Linked DNA regions of Mus musculus: region 1 is linked to region 2. A link is a contact called in public Hi-C data. All regions are on one chromosome and are shown on one strand. Each heading gives the region's core, a stretch centred on a gene start, on an enhancer-like site or on the middle of the called end of the contact. The rest is flanking DNA. Distances are from core to core; before and after follow the strand shown. Region 1 holds the start of Gskip (GSK3B interacting protein). Region 2 holds the start of Ptpn21 (protein tyrosine phosphatase, non-receptor type 21).

The links. A called contact is a pair of places that touch in the nucleus more often than the background predicts.
Region 1: a Hi-C map of uterus shows a contact between it and region 2, with 24 times the contacts expected there. The contact joins the promoter of Gskip here to the promoter of Ptpn21 in region 2. A contact is called at or near these places in 1 of 39 promoter capture datasets (pre-B cells) and 5 of 484 Hi-C or Micro-C datasets (muscle stem cells, natural killer cells, rod photoreceptor and 1 more).

What each region holds. Positions count from the first base shown.
Region 1 is chr12:105,681,591-105,687,942 of GRCm38.p6, reverse strand. It overlaps Gskip (GSK3B interacting protein), which reads right to left and starts at 2,591. Exons shown (of 3, transcript NM_178613.3): 1 at 2,485-2,591. The coding sequence starts at 2,498. Atg2b (autophagy related 2B) reads left to right here and starts at 2,702. Exons shown (of 42, transcript NM_029654.4): 1 at 2,702-3,274. The coding sequence starts at 3,113.
Region 2 is chr12:98,734,113-98,740,479 of GRCm38.p6, reverse strand. It overlaps Ptpn21 (protein tyrosine phosphatase, non-receptor type 21), which reads left to right and starts at 3,075. Exons shown (of 19, transcript NM_001146199.1): 1 at 3,075-3,115.

The DNA of each region.
Region 1 (6,352 bases), core at 1,342-3,841, 6.9 Mb before region 2:
GTGCAGTGATGGCCTCTGCTGGGGCGTGGCAGCCTCGACACTGTGCTCCTGTTCTCAATGTACGACTCTTTTTGAAATCATATATATATATATATATTACGTCTATATACGTGTGTGTGTGTGTGTGTGTGTGTGTGTGCACATGCCATGGTGTTCATGCAGAGGTCAGAGGACAACTGGGGGAGCTTGGCTCTCTCCTATCATGTGGGTCCTGGGGAACTGAACTCAGGTTATCAGGCAAGGCAGCAGTGACTTTGTCTGCTGAGCCATGTCATTGGAATGTGGTCTTTTGCTGTTGAGACAGGATCAGGGCAACCCAGCCAGGCTTCAAACCTGATCTGTAACCAGGGATGACCTGGAGCTCTTGATCCTTGCACTTTGACTTCCCACGTGCTGGGATTACAGGTGTGCTCCACCGGCCCCTCCCAGCTAAGTCTTCAATACAATCAACACGATCACAATGGACTGTGGGAATTCCTGTTTAGGATTATTATTTTGACTCAACGTCCTTGGTTTCTGGGATATACCAAGCTGCCACTGGGAATTCCTTTATAATTTTTACAAAGTTGACTGTACTTGGTTGGGTAATTATCTTCATCTTATTCAATTAATGCTAAGGTGCCAGCATTCTGCATTAGGAACCCGCCTTTTATAAACATTAAAAGAGCCCTGTGACTTGGGAGTTTGAATCCCACTTCCGCTAAAGGTGTGATGACAGTTCTCAACTCTTAACTATGCTAAATTTCTCCTAGAAAGTATAAGTGTTCAAGGCAACACCCTTAACACTTTTGGTGCAGTACGCTTGCTTTGTGGGAGTCTCACTTTCTTCCTTCGGTATCTGGAGATGCAGGCATCCTCTGGACAGCTTGTGCTATTTTATACTGTGTTCAGGAAACCATATCAAGCAGTCACCAAACAGAGCCTAAAGTCCAGTTCAAACCTCCTAAAGCCTGATACACAAGGTCCTGCTGGGACTTCCCACCCAGCTCTGTTTATAGTACAGAGAGTACTGTCATTATTTACTTGTAAGGTTCAGAGTCTCTTTGAGCCAGGGTCTCCCCATGTAGACCAGGCTGGCCTTCAACTTAAGGAGAGAGCCATCTGCATCTGTTTCTCTAGTGCTGGGATAAAACTGTGTACCTGATGCCGGGTAAGCATGTCTTATTAGTGTCAAAATATGCCTAGACCCAACCGGTTCTAGTCTTCAGGGCTTTCCTCCAGGCCAAACCACAGAATTTGGATTACTGCTCTGTCCTTCAGCACTGCCCTGGCTGTTTTCACCTTTGGTCTTCTAAGCCCAACATTCCACTATTAGCAACACTGTAGTTAGCAGTCTTAGGCCAGATTATGTAGCATTTCTTTTTATTTCACCCAGAGCAAAAGTTCCATCATTCCTTGCGATGGCTACACTCCTTCCTGTCTTCCCTCCTCAAATTCCTGGTACTTACCAAGCATTACGCATGTGGTAAGCCTTGCAGGTGGTGTTCTTATCTGAAAAATAACTCAGACGTTCATGTATCTTTCTACCTCCAAGTCTCCAACTAAAATATCATCTTTTAAAAATAAGAGGCCCTTTCTTACAAAGCACATAAAGACTCCGAATGGTGTGTGGTGGTGCAAGCCTGACATTTCAGCATTTGGGAGACCCTAATTTCTAGGGCAGTCTGGGCCACATAAGTTCAAAGTCAACCTCAACTACCTACCCAGTGAGAGACTGTCTCAAAACCCAATCCAACTAAACCAAAAGAACCCATTTTGAGGATGCCCCATTCACGGGCCAGAATTCCTTAATTCGGTCTCCTCAATCCAGGACTCGGTTTAGGTTCCTTCCCGGCACACGTCATTTCATTTGCCTCAATTTTCGAGTTTATGATATTAATCTGCTCACACCTGGCTGAGGTGGCAATGTAGGCTCAGAGAGGGTAGCATAGGTTCAAGGTGGCCCAGTGTCAAGTGTCAGGAATCTAACCCAGGACAGCAGACTTCCGGGCCTTTAGGGGCTGCCCTCCTAAGGAGCCAGCTGCGCCTCTTCACAGACTGTCTCCCTAAAAGATAAAAATCGGGCTGCGCAGAGCCTGCGGAGAGCACAAAGTCTTCCAGGAGGCAGCAGCCCCTCAGCGGGTCGGGAAGCGCCAGGATTTAACAGAGGAAACCGTACTGCCCGCAATCGCCCCGATCCCAAGTTTCCTGGTCGTCGGCGTGGCGCTCTGCAAACGGCAAACTACTAGATGCTTTGCAAACAAAGCCGGCAAGGGGGTGGGGGGGGGGGCAACCTGATGACAATAGGCATCGGTCAGAACCCGGACAGAAACGCCGGGTCTCCAGTCCTCGCCCTGCATCCCCGCATCACTTCCCGCAGGACAGCCCAGGCCGGACCCGCCCCCAGACCTCCGTCAGCCCTAGTCCGGGCGTCCGCCGGCGCCCACCACCCGGCCGCGACTGCAAGGTGAGGCTCCACGGGCCGCAGCCAGCCCGCCCACTCACCTGCGAGCGCCCATGTTCTTATCCTTCCTCGTCCGGAGACTGCTGGGGCCAGGATCGCGGCGCCGGCACCACCCCCGCCCCCGCAGTTGCCCCGCCCATTCACCACCGGAAATGCTCCGGCCCGGACTCTTTTTTTCCTGCCTTTCCAGCCCCGCAATATGGCGTCACTTCCGCTTGTGCCCGTTGCTCGAGTACGTGCCGGGAGTCTGGGTCTCGCGAACGCGCCAGGAGCGTGTCTCAGGCGGGAGCGCGCCCAGTAGATGACAACAAATTAGTCGCGCCGCGTCGGAGTCTTGTCTCGCCTCAGCCGCCAGCCCTCTCTGTCTGTCCCTCTGTCTCCCTACCGACGGAGCGCTTCGGAAGCTCCCGGCTTGGGGCGCCCGGTTCTGCTCAGCGCCCAGTCCCCGCCGGGCCTAGTGCGAGCGTCGCGACGCGGGCCATGGGGTTGCCCTGAGGGACGGCGGCGCCGAACCGACATGCAGCGGCCACCGCGAACCTAGATCCCCACCGCGGCTTGGGGACGCCGCCGGGCCGACCCTGAGGCGCTGCCGCTGCCTGGAGCCCAGGTCGGATCCCCCGAGTCGCCGCCGCGTGCAGCCCCGGCTCCCTCGAGCCGCCAGCCCTCACCATGCCTTGGCCATTTTCAGAATCCATCAAGAAGAGGGCCTGTCGCTACCTCCTACAGAGGTACCTGGGCCACTTCCTGCAGGAGAAGCTGAGCCTGGAGCAGCTGAGCCTGGATCTGTACCAGGGCACCGGGTCCCTTGCCCAGGTCCCCTTGGACAAATGGGTAAGCTGCTGTCAGCCAGCAGGGGTAGGAACTGGCTCTCCCCAGGGCGAGACCTGAGCGACTGTCATCCAGCATCGGGCACGTTCGGTTCTCCTTTGGGAATTGTTTAGATTCAAGTGTGGCCCGGCTCAGGGAAGTGTGTAAAGTGTAGCAAGTTTGCGCTCCTAGATCACGTGCTCCGGCTTAAACGGTGTAATGGAGGCACACACGGGGCGAAACAATCGAGTCATTGGTTGGGGGGGGGGGGGGGCGCTTGTGAGGCAGGCCCAGGAAAGTACGTGGCCACCCTTGCCTCTTGGGCTGCGAGTGTCTGCGGTGTTCCTAGGCAAACAAACCCTATTTCTGTGGATGACGTTAAGAAAAATTAAAGATGAAGAGGAGGTGACAGAAATCCCCAGTTATTTATTTTGGTCTGGATGCTGGTATATTTGCGTTTGCTGGGTTGGTTGTCTTCATTCACTGAAAGAAAGTTAGGCGAAGGCCCCTCTTGCCAGTTTGCCTGCTCTGCTTGCGTGAGGTTGTGAATGGCCCCAGTAGTGCTGTTTAGATTTGCCCTTTTGCTTCACGTGATAGATCGACAGGTCGTAAACGCAAATGTTGCAAAAGCTCGGGAGCCGAAGCCGCAGCGTCAGCCTTTTTTTAAAGAACCTGTTTCCTCCTAGAGGCTGTGAGTTGACTTCACCTGAACTTTGAGTATATTCAGTTCGCCAGAAGCAGTTGTATTTGCATCAGTGGGCTAAAATGCCTACTATTTTACTTAAGGCCTTGGGTTTGTCGAGTCTACTCTTTTTTCGAAAAGCTTAAATTATGGAAATTCCTTGACAACTTGTATTAAGAGGTATGACACAAGGTAATTGTAACGAAACTAGGTGACTTAAACCAGAGAGCACACACAAGTTAGTTTAGACAGCTCTAGTTTGAGTAACAGAAAGACCTGCCTTATACCAAAATAGTCCTAGGCTTTCACAGTCTGCCGAAAGACAGGTATAGTAGTTAACCCAAGTTCAGTTATCATAAAAGGACAGTAGAGTCCATGCCTCGGGAGAGCTGCTGTTCTTTCCTATCAGCAAACGGGATTTTTTTTTTTTTTTTTTTTTTTTTTTGGCCAGGTTTATTATGTAGTCCTAGCTGCCCAGACACTTGTCGTGTAGCCCAGGGTAGCCTGGAACTCATGACAAAGCTCTCACCTTAGCCTCTCCAGTACAGTTTGAATGGGCTACATTTTTCTTTTCTGTGGCCAAACTGTCTTATTCCGAGGCTGGAAAATGGGCAGGGGCTGAAGAGATCAAGAGGACCTGACATCCTCAGGGTAGATGTTTTTGGTGTCTCGTCACTGCTGAAAGCTGACTAAGGAGTCTTGAGGGTGGGAATGTTGATGGATGCTTTGGTGTGCAGTGCAGTACTCTTTGAAGAGACACCGAAACTAGCAGGTGGACATTATTATTTGTTTTATAAATGGCATTTAATACTTTGTCCTGTGCCACAGTTACAAGTATTACAGCAAGAATCCAAATTCGACGCCAAGTGCAGGCTTGCTTGCTTTTGTGTTTTTTGTTTTTGTTTGTTTGTTTGTTTTTGAGACAGGGTTTCTCTGTGTAGCCCTGGCTGTCCTGGAACTCACTCTGTAGATCAGGCTGGCCTTGAACTCAGAGATCCGCAGGCCTGTGCCTCCCAAGTGCTGGGATTAAAGGCGTGCTGCGCAGACTTGCTTTCTTAGGGAACATAGTATAAGAGCACACTTGAGAAAGCTCTCAGGGACTCCTGAGCAAGCGGTTTGATTAGCTGTTTTCTAGAAGTCAGGGTTTCTATTCCTGCTTAAACATCATGACCAAGAAGCAGTTGGGGAGGAAAGGGTTTATTCAGCTTACACTTCCATGTTGCTGTTCATCACCAAAGGAAGTCAGGGCTGGAACTCAAGCAGGTCAGGAAGTAGGAGCTGATGCAGAGGCCATGGAGGGATGTTTCTTACTAGCTTGCTTCCCCTGGTTTGTTCTGCTTGCTTTCTTATAGAACCCAGGACTACCAGCCCAGGGATGGTCCCACCCACAATGGCCCTTCTCACCCTTGATCGATCACTAATTGAGAAAATGCCTTATAGCTAGATCTCATGGAGGCATTTCCTTAACTGAAACTCCTATTTCTGTGATAACTCCAGCCTGTGTCCAGTTGACACATAAAACCAGCCAGTTCAGGTGTTATTCCAGGCTTTTTCATTTGTGTGGTTTTTAGACACAGGAAATTAGAAATGAGGCCATCTGAGGTTCATGGCTTGACTACAAGTCCCCTGGTAACATGAGTTGTGGATAGGCTTAACTGGAAGGTTGTTTTGTTTTCCTGAAGAGCGCTCGCTGTCAGCCCAAGTGATAACAGCAAAGCTTCCAAAAGCCTTTGGTGCTCTACCTTACTGTGCTTAGCGAAGGCTGGGGCAAATCAGAGCGGGGAAAGCAGATGCCGCTGTGCAGTCAGCTTCAGAACTCAGTTACTTTGGATACTTGATTTTAATGACTTTCAGGACTGAAAGAAAAAAAAAAAAAGACCCTTACACCCTTATAGATTCCTACAAGCTAAAGGGGACTTAAGTGAATGACATTTTTAACATTTCAATTCTTTAAAAAATTATTCTTCTGTAGCTTGATTTTATTATTTTGTGAGTTCTTTTTTCCACCCTTTCAGCCCCCTAACACTAGATAAGAGAGAAAAAAGGATAGAGAGGAAAGGAAAGAGATCCCTGAATAAAGTCAGGGATCAGAAACGGGGAGATGTTATTGTGAGACTACTTCCTGCTGATTAGGGGTGCTGAGTTCCTTGGGGCAAGTTTGATCTTCATTGTGAGGATATCTAATTTCTTTTTCTTCTTTGCTCATGGCTACTTAACAAAGTGAGACCAACACCAACCAACCAACACCAACCCACTCCACCTCTCAGGGACCTAGCTTTTATATCCTCTCTAGAAAGTTCCCAGCATTCCAAATGTCACACTGTTGCAGAAAGTATCGGCAGCTGGCAAAATCACACCTGCCAGAGCATGAGGCAGATCATAGTTAGCTGCTGTGGACAGTCTGAAGCAGCCCCATATCC
Region 2 (6,367 bases), core at 1,826-4,325:
GCCACCATGTAGTTGCTGGGAATTGAACTCAGGACCTCTGGAAGAGCAGACAGTGCTCTTAACCACTGAGCCATCTCTCCAGCTCCTACATCAGTCACTCTTGCTATGAGAATGACACCATTGTTGTAATATTAGCTCCATGAAGTCCAGGAGAACTGACCCTCAAAAGTCAGCATTCCTAAACTTGTGGAGGTCTCGGGCTTAGTGCAAAGGTGAAAATTCCCAGGTGCGAAGGTGATTTCACCTGTCAGGCCCCCTGGAACTATGGTTATGAATAATTGTGAGCCAACATGTAAGTGCCGGGAATTGAACCAGGGTCCTCTGTAAGAGCAACAAAGTGCTCTGAACCACTAAGCCATCTCTCCAGTCCCTAGACCTCACATTTGTCGGTCCTAATCTTCACCCTCTCTCCTAGGCAGCATTGTTTTTATAGGGTGAAGTCAGGATTCTTGTAGTGAACAATAACTTATACTGTAGAATATGAAGGATTTCACTAAGATACCAAAGCAGATTAACTCCTAAGAAAATACTGTTTGAGGAGCTGGAGGGATGGTTGGTAAAGAGTGTGCACGGGCTGGGCAGTGGTGGCACACGCCTTTAATCCCAGCACTTGGGAGGCAGAGGCAGGTGGATTTCTGAGTTCGAGGCCAGCCTGGTCTACAAAGTGAGTTCCAGGACAACCAGGACTACACAGAGAAACCCTGTCTGGGAAAGACCAAAAAAAAAAAAAAAAAAAAGTGTGCATGGGTTCTGCAAAGGACACATGTTAGGTTCCTAGCACCCACACTTGGCTGCAACTCCAGCTCTAGGGTGTCCAGTGTTCTTTTTCCAGCCTCCAAAGACATTTGTACTCATGTGTACACACCTGCCCGCCCACACACAGACAAACACACATCTTTAAAAACTCCTTGTCAGTGGATCACCCAAACCCATGTCCTCCCAGCCTGTCACTATTATCATTTTAGGTCAGAGCTTTCTTTCTACAATTGTGTGTGTGTGTGTGTGTGTGTGTGTGTGTGTGTGTGTGTCACTATTATCATTTTAGGTCAGAGCTTTCTTTCTACAATTTTGTGTGTGTGTGTGTGTGTGTGTGTGTCTGTGTCTGTGTGCGTGTGAAAGAGTATGTGCATACAAGTGCAGGGTCAGGCAGATGCTCGAGGTGTTGGGTCCCCGTTGGAGCTGGCGTTACTGTGTTTGTGAGCCACCTAAAATGGGAGCTAGGAACTGAACACAGGTCCTCTGCTAGAATAACCCTTCCCCTTCCCTGCTGAGTCATCTCTCTAGCACTCTTTCTAAATTGTATTTGTATAACTTAATTAGAATTGCCTTCAATTGTAGAAGTGTGTATGACGTGCCACTTTCTGGGCAATAAGATGTAGACATGTGCACTGTGCACGTATGTGCATAATAGTCTGTATCTCTCTAAGAATACATAGGAATCAAATAGCTCTCTCCAGAAAAGCTGGGTGTCTGGCAGGCAGAGTGGGAAGACTTTCACTTAACAATCATGTTGTAAATGTTGGGGTTAAGCCATATAAATCGCCTCACCCCCTTTTGTAGGAAATATTCACCAGTAACTTATGCCTAATAATGTGTCCTCATGCCTTGCCATGGGGATGTTTCTGCCAAATTCACATGACTGAGGGAAACAGAGCTTAAGTGCATGGTTGGTAAATGACATCTGTAGACTGTGAAGAAGTTCAACTTGGTTGTCTAAAGCACCACTTGGGTTTTAGGATCATTTTCTATTTTTAAATTTCTTTCATTTTCTTCCCGATTCAATTAACACGTTTTTATTTAGTGCCTACTGTCTGCCCAGAACTGCCCTCGGAATTCTAAGAGGTATAAATGAAGCCTCTACGAAACAATTTATAATATTCCTGCCAAGTGCGGCAGCCACGGCGTGGCTAGAACTTTTTTTTAATCTTGGAAGTAGAGCCCTAAATTGAGTCGGAGAGGCGTGGAGGGTTGACATAAATGGAAAGGGGTCTGGTGGCGCTGCCCCCTCTTTGTTGGGGACAGTGGGCATGCTGGAGAGAAGGTAATTAGAGTGGCCAAGGACGCACTCTAGACCACACATAGAGGTCTAGTAGCTGAACTTCACCTTGGGCGAACACTGGGAAGGACTGACAAACCCGAGGGAGAGTAACCATGGGAGTAGTGCGAAGAGGAAGAACTCTGAGGAGATGAAGCCAGGTGCTCGCGGTGTGGTTTAGCAAGAATACAGTATAATAATAAGCACTGGAGTCCCGCTGAGGGCAGCTCCTCTCAGTTCTCTCTGAGCTACTTCCATGGTTACTCCTTGGCAGTAGTCCTTCCCAGTGGTTCTCCAAGGTAAAGCTAAGCTATTACACATAAAGGGGAGATCTAGAGTGGCTTCCCTGGGCTTCCTTATTTCTAGAACTCTTATCCCTCTGCTCCCTAGTGGATTCTGGGGAGCAGCACCTCCAGCCTGCTGCCCATTTGGGTCAGCTTTCCACTTCTCTCCAAGTTCAGAGTTCCTACAGAGGAGCAGTGTGTGCTTGATGGGAGGAGCAGGCACTTAAAGCGGGTAGGGTAGGGGGCGTGTAGAAAGTCTTGAACTGTCTTCAGCAATGTTCAAGAGTACTCCAACAACCCCAGTTTCTTTACAGACCACCACCTAATAATGCAACCAAGCCCTTTCTACCTGGACTCAAAATAACCTCCTCTTCACCTCCCTTTTTTCTTCTTCTTCAAAGCTCTGCTTTATTTGGAAACTTAAAATAACTGGTCACACGGTTAAAAACAGCAGCGGCGCGCCCCCTCCCCGGTGGCCGGCCGCAGCTGTCCGGCCTCCCCCGCGCCCTGCCGCCCGCATTCCAACTCTCTGAGGTCACGCGCCGCCGCCTCCCCGGATCCGCGCGCCCGGCCCTAGGGGAGGGACGCGGGCCCCGCAGCTCCGGCCCCGGCCCCCGAGCTCCCCCAGAGAGTGCCGCCGCGGCCCGGCCAGTGCGGGCAAGGCGTGCGGTCGGCGCGCGGGCCTGGGGCGCGGGCGACCGAGCAGCAGAGGCTGCGGCGGCTGCGAAGGCGCGGAGCCCAGGGAGGCGGGACGCAGAGCCGGAGCGCGGCCCCGACCCGGCGGGAGCCGGAGCAGGTGAGGCGCGGGGGACTCGGGCAGGGGCGTAACAAAGAGCGAAGTCTTCCCTTGCTCGCTCTGATCTCCTAGTCATTTCTAAAAAGAGTCTGGAACTTCTATTCCGGACTCCTCCGCGGATAGTTGAGGCTTAGTTCTGGATCGGGGTTTGAAATCTTGGGCATATTTGTGACTCTCGGAATATGTGGAGTATGAAGGTTGCCGTATAACTTTGGCAACAAGGGGCATAAAGGAAAGTCTGTTTGGCAACTCCTTGTTTCGGTTTTGGAGCAAAGCGTCTTTACTCCTGGAGGAAGAATTCTTGGATCTGCAAATTCCGACTTGTGATTTCTGTAAACCCTGTTTAGATTGGCTGCTCTGAGCATGCTTGTCCTATCCCCAGCCGCCGCGGCCGAGAAAGCCTTATGATTATAAAGAATGTTAGTAAAAACCTTCTGAATCTTTATGAGCTCCAAGGAACCACTGCAGTATGTCTAATAGTTACTGACCCATGTTTTCTTTTCTCTTTCTTTTTAAGTTTTGGACAAGACAACAGTTCCACACTGGAAATAGTTGTTTTGTTTGTAGGCCATTTGGTTATATGCACAAATGTTCTGTGAGAAACAGGATTGATTTAAGGCACTAAGATATAGGCGTTCTAAAAATGTTAGGCTCTCTTTTTTAGTGAATATTTAACGTTAAAGGAATAGTGGCAAAGTTCCATGAACATGTGGTGACTGACTTGAGGTGTGACTCGAGTTAAAGTCTCTGGTGAGACTCAGAGTTAAAGTAAATTTGAGAAACCTCTAGAAGGGGGTATGGCTAAGAAAAATGAGAAATGGACTCGCTAACAGTGCAGAGCATCTTCTGTAAACCCGTGAAGCAGGATTTAAATATGCATCTTTTCTTATTCTATAATGGGATGATTTTATAGAGAAATTAGCCTGATTTTCTCTTTTAAAGGCTATATATAGTCTATTTCATTTAGTAGTTGGCACCTATACCAACCCTCTCCAGAGTATCTTAAGTTTCTACCTCTTGGCTGTAATATTGAAACATAAGTTATGGCATCATCAAGATATATTAATCAAACATAAAATTTTAAGTTACTAAGCAGTTTTTCCACAGTAGGTTTTATATGAATAATCAAGAAACCAGACATTCTTAGGAGAAGATGCATAGAAATTTAACAATCAAATGATAACAGTTGCCCAAATAAAAAGAGAAAACATTGGTTTTTCCTCCTCCCCAGTGCTGTAAAACATTCCAAATCTCAGCGACAACTGGAAATTTGAGTTTGTCTATTCAGAACTTAATAATTAAGCTATATAGTGTAGTATACTGTGTTAAGGGCATAGTTCCATCTTTAGAGTGGAGACACTAGCACATTTGACAGTATATAAATCAGATGTCTTCCCTTTGGACGCATGAAACTTTTAAAAATATACGTTAATGTTTTAGTTGCCACAATTTGAAGACTGAAATCTACAACTTATGAGATAATACTTTGCACACTACACTTTCGTTGTTGTTTAGGTTTAGAGAAGCACAATTAGTGTATCTCCTAGGTAAAAGCTTGTTTAACTTTTTAAAAGTATTTTCATTTTCTTGATTTTTTTTTTCATTTTTGCTCCATTGTTCATACTCTGGAAACAGCAAAGAATATTGAAAAATATTGCAGACAGAGACTTTATCTTATTATAGCACACACACACACCCGCCCGCCTCCAATTCCGTCTATGGAATAGTGCTTTTACCCAAGTAAGGCAGTCAGCAGTTACTAACATACTGCTGTAGGTTCCCCTTTTGTTCCCTGGCCTTCTTCAACCCCAAGTTTTTAAAACTTGTCTTTCTGGAAAGAAGGGGGAGCTCTCACTAGAGAGCTCCAAAGAGCCAAACAAACAAAAATTTTAGGAACCTTGACCATGTCCCTACTAGTGATACAGCTCTGAATATAATTATAGAAGCCTGCAATCTCCTTAAGGACAGAGACGGCTTAGGGTTCGTCTTAGATTTCCTCAAGATGCTCATTGCGCTGCCTTGTGCTCAGAGAGGCAGAGCACATTTGTGGAATGGAATCCCAAGACGTTACGTTTGGCAATCTAGGGTCATAGCTAAATCTCATTTTCTAGCTCAGCCATTCCACAGGCTGGGGTGCTGATGACCTCTGTGGCTGAGTCTCAGACGGTGAGCAGGACAGAAAGGAGCGATGAAGAAGACCAGGGAGATACAAAATAGTTAGGTCCTTATTAGCGTGAAACCGAGAAAGCTGTTTCTGCCGAGGCCTGCGTTCGGTTTGTCCTGTGAGGCTTATGGACGGATTCTCCCATCGCGCAATCTCGCACCCAAATAGGTAATCGGCTAGGATCCAGCCTTACTAAACAATTTATCCTCGGAGGAAGGGGCGGAGGTGAGAGTGGAGGCAGTGTGAGGAATGGAAATAGCTGAGATCTTTGTAAAATTGTTAAGGAGAAAACATTTCTAGTTGACATACATCCCAAGTTGTTGCTCGCCCCCTGTTCATTCACCACAGAAGTTACTATCAATAAGCATGGTTAAAAAAATAATGTGTTTTGGGGGGAGCTGTTATGTGGATACGGCCTCAAAATGCGCGCCCAATCTCTCCCTGCCTGTAGGGCTAACGCCGGCCCCTTTAAATCCACCCTCCTCCGATCACAGGGGCCGGTCCTTTCCGAGCACGTCCGCCCGGAAACGTCCGCGGCCGCAGGCGGAGGGTTCCGGGGCTTCTGACATTCCCTGTTGGCCAGGCAACCCCATTTGTGCTTTTCTCCTAGAGGAGGGGACTCGGAGAAGCGTGAACGGCGGCCCCCCGCTGCCCTTGACTTCATGGGCTTGCCCAGCTTTACCTGTCCTCTTTAACCAGGATGGTGTTTAAGGCCTCGCCCTTTTCTGTAGGTGAGCGCCCACAGCTTCCTTAGGTGTCCCTGTTCAGGAGAGGAGTTGAGAGCACGCTTTTTAGAACTGCTATTGTATGGTTCGAGAACTAGCATCAGTAGGGTGCTTATAACTTGTTTATTCACAGATCTGTGTGGTGATGTTAATAATGAACCAGGAGGGACTAATAGAAACGCTTGTTGAGCACTTCATCTCCGTTGAGTCTCGCAGTGGCCATATGTTAGGTAGAGGGGATTATTTGGAGTTCAGAGTTAATTTGCCTGAAGGACTGGTTCTCTTGCTGTGCACATGACAAACACAGGAACTGAAGACACCGGAGTATTGAGAAACTAAAAAAGAGTTATCGATGAAAAAAAC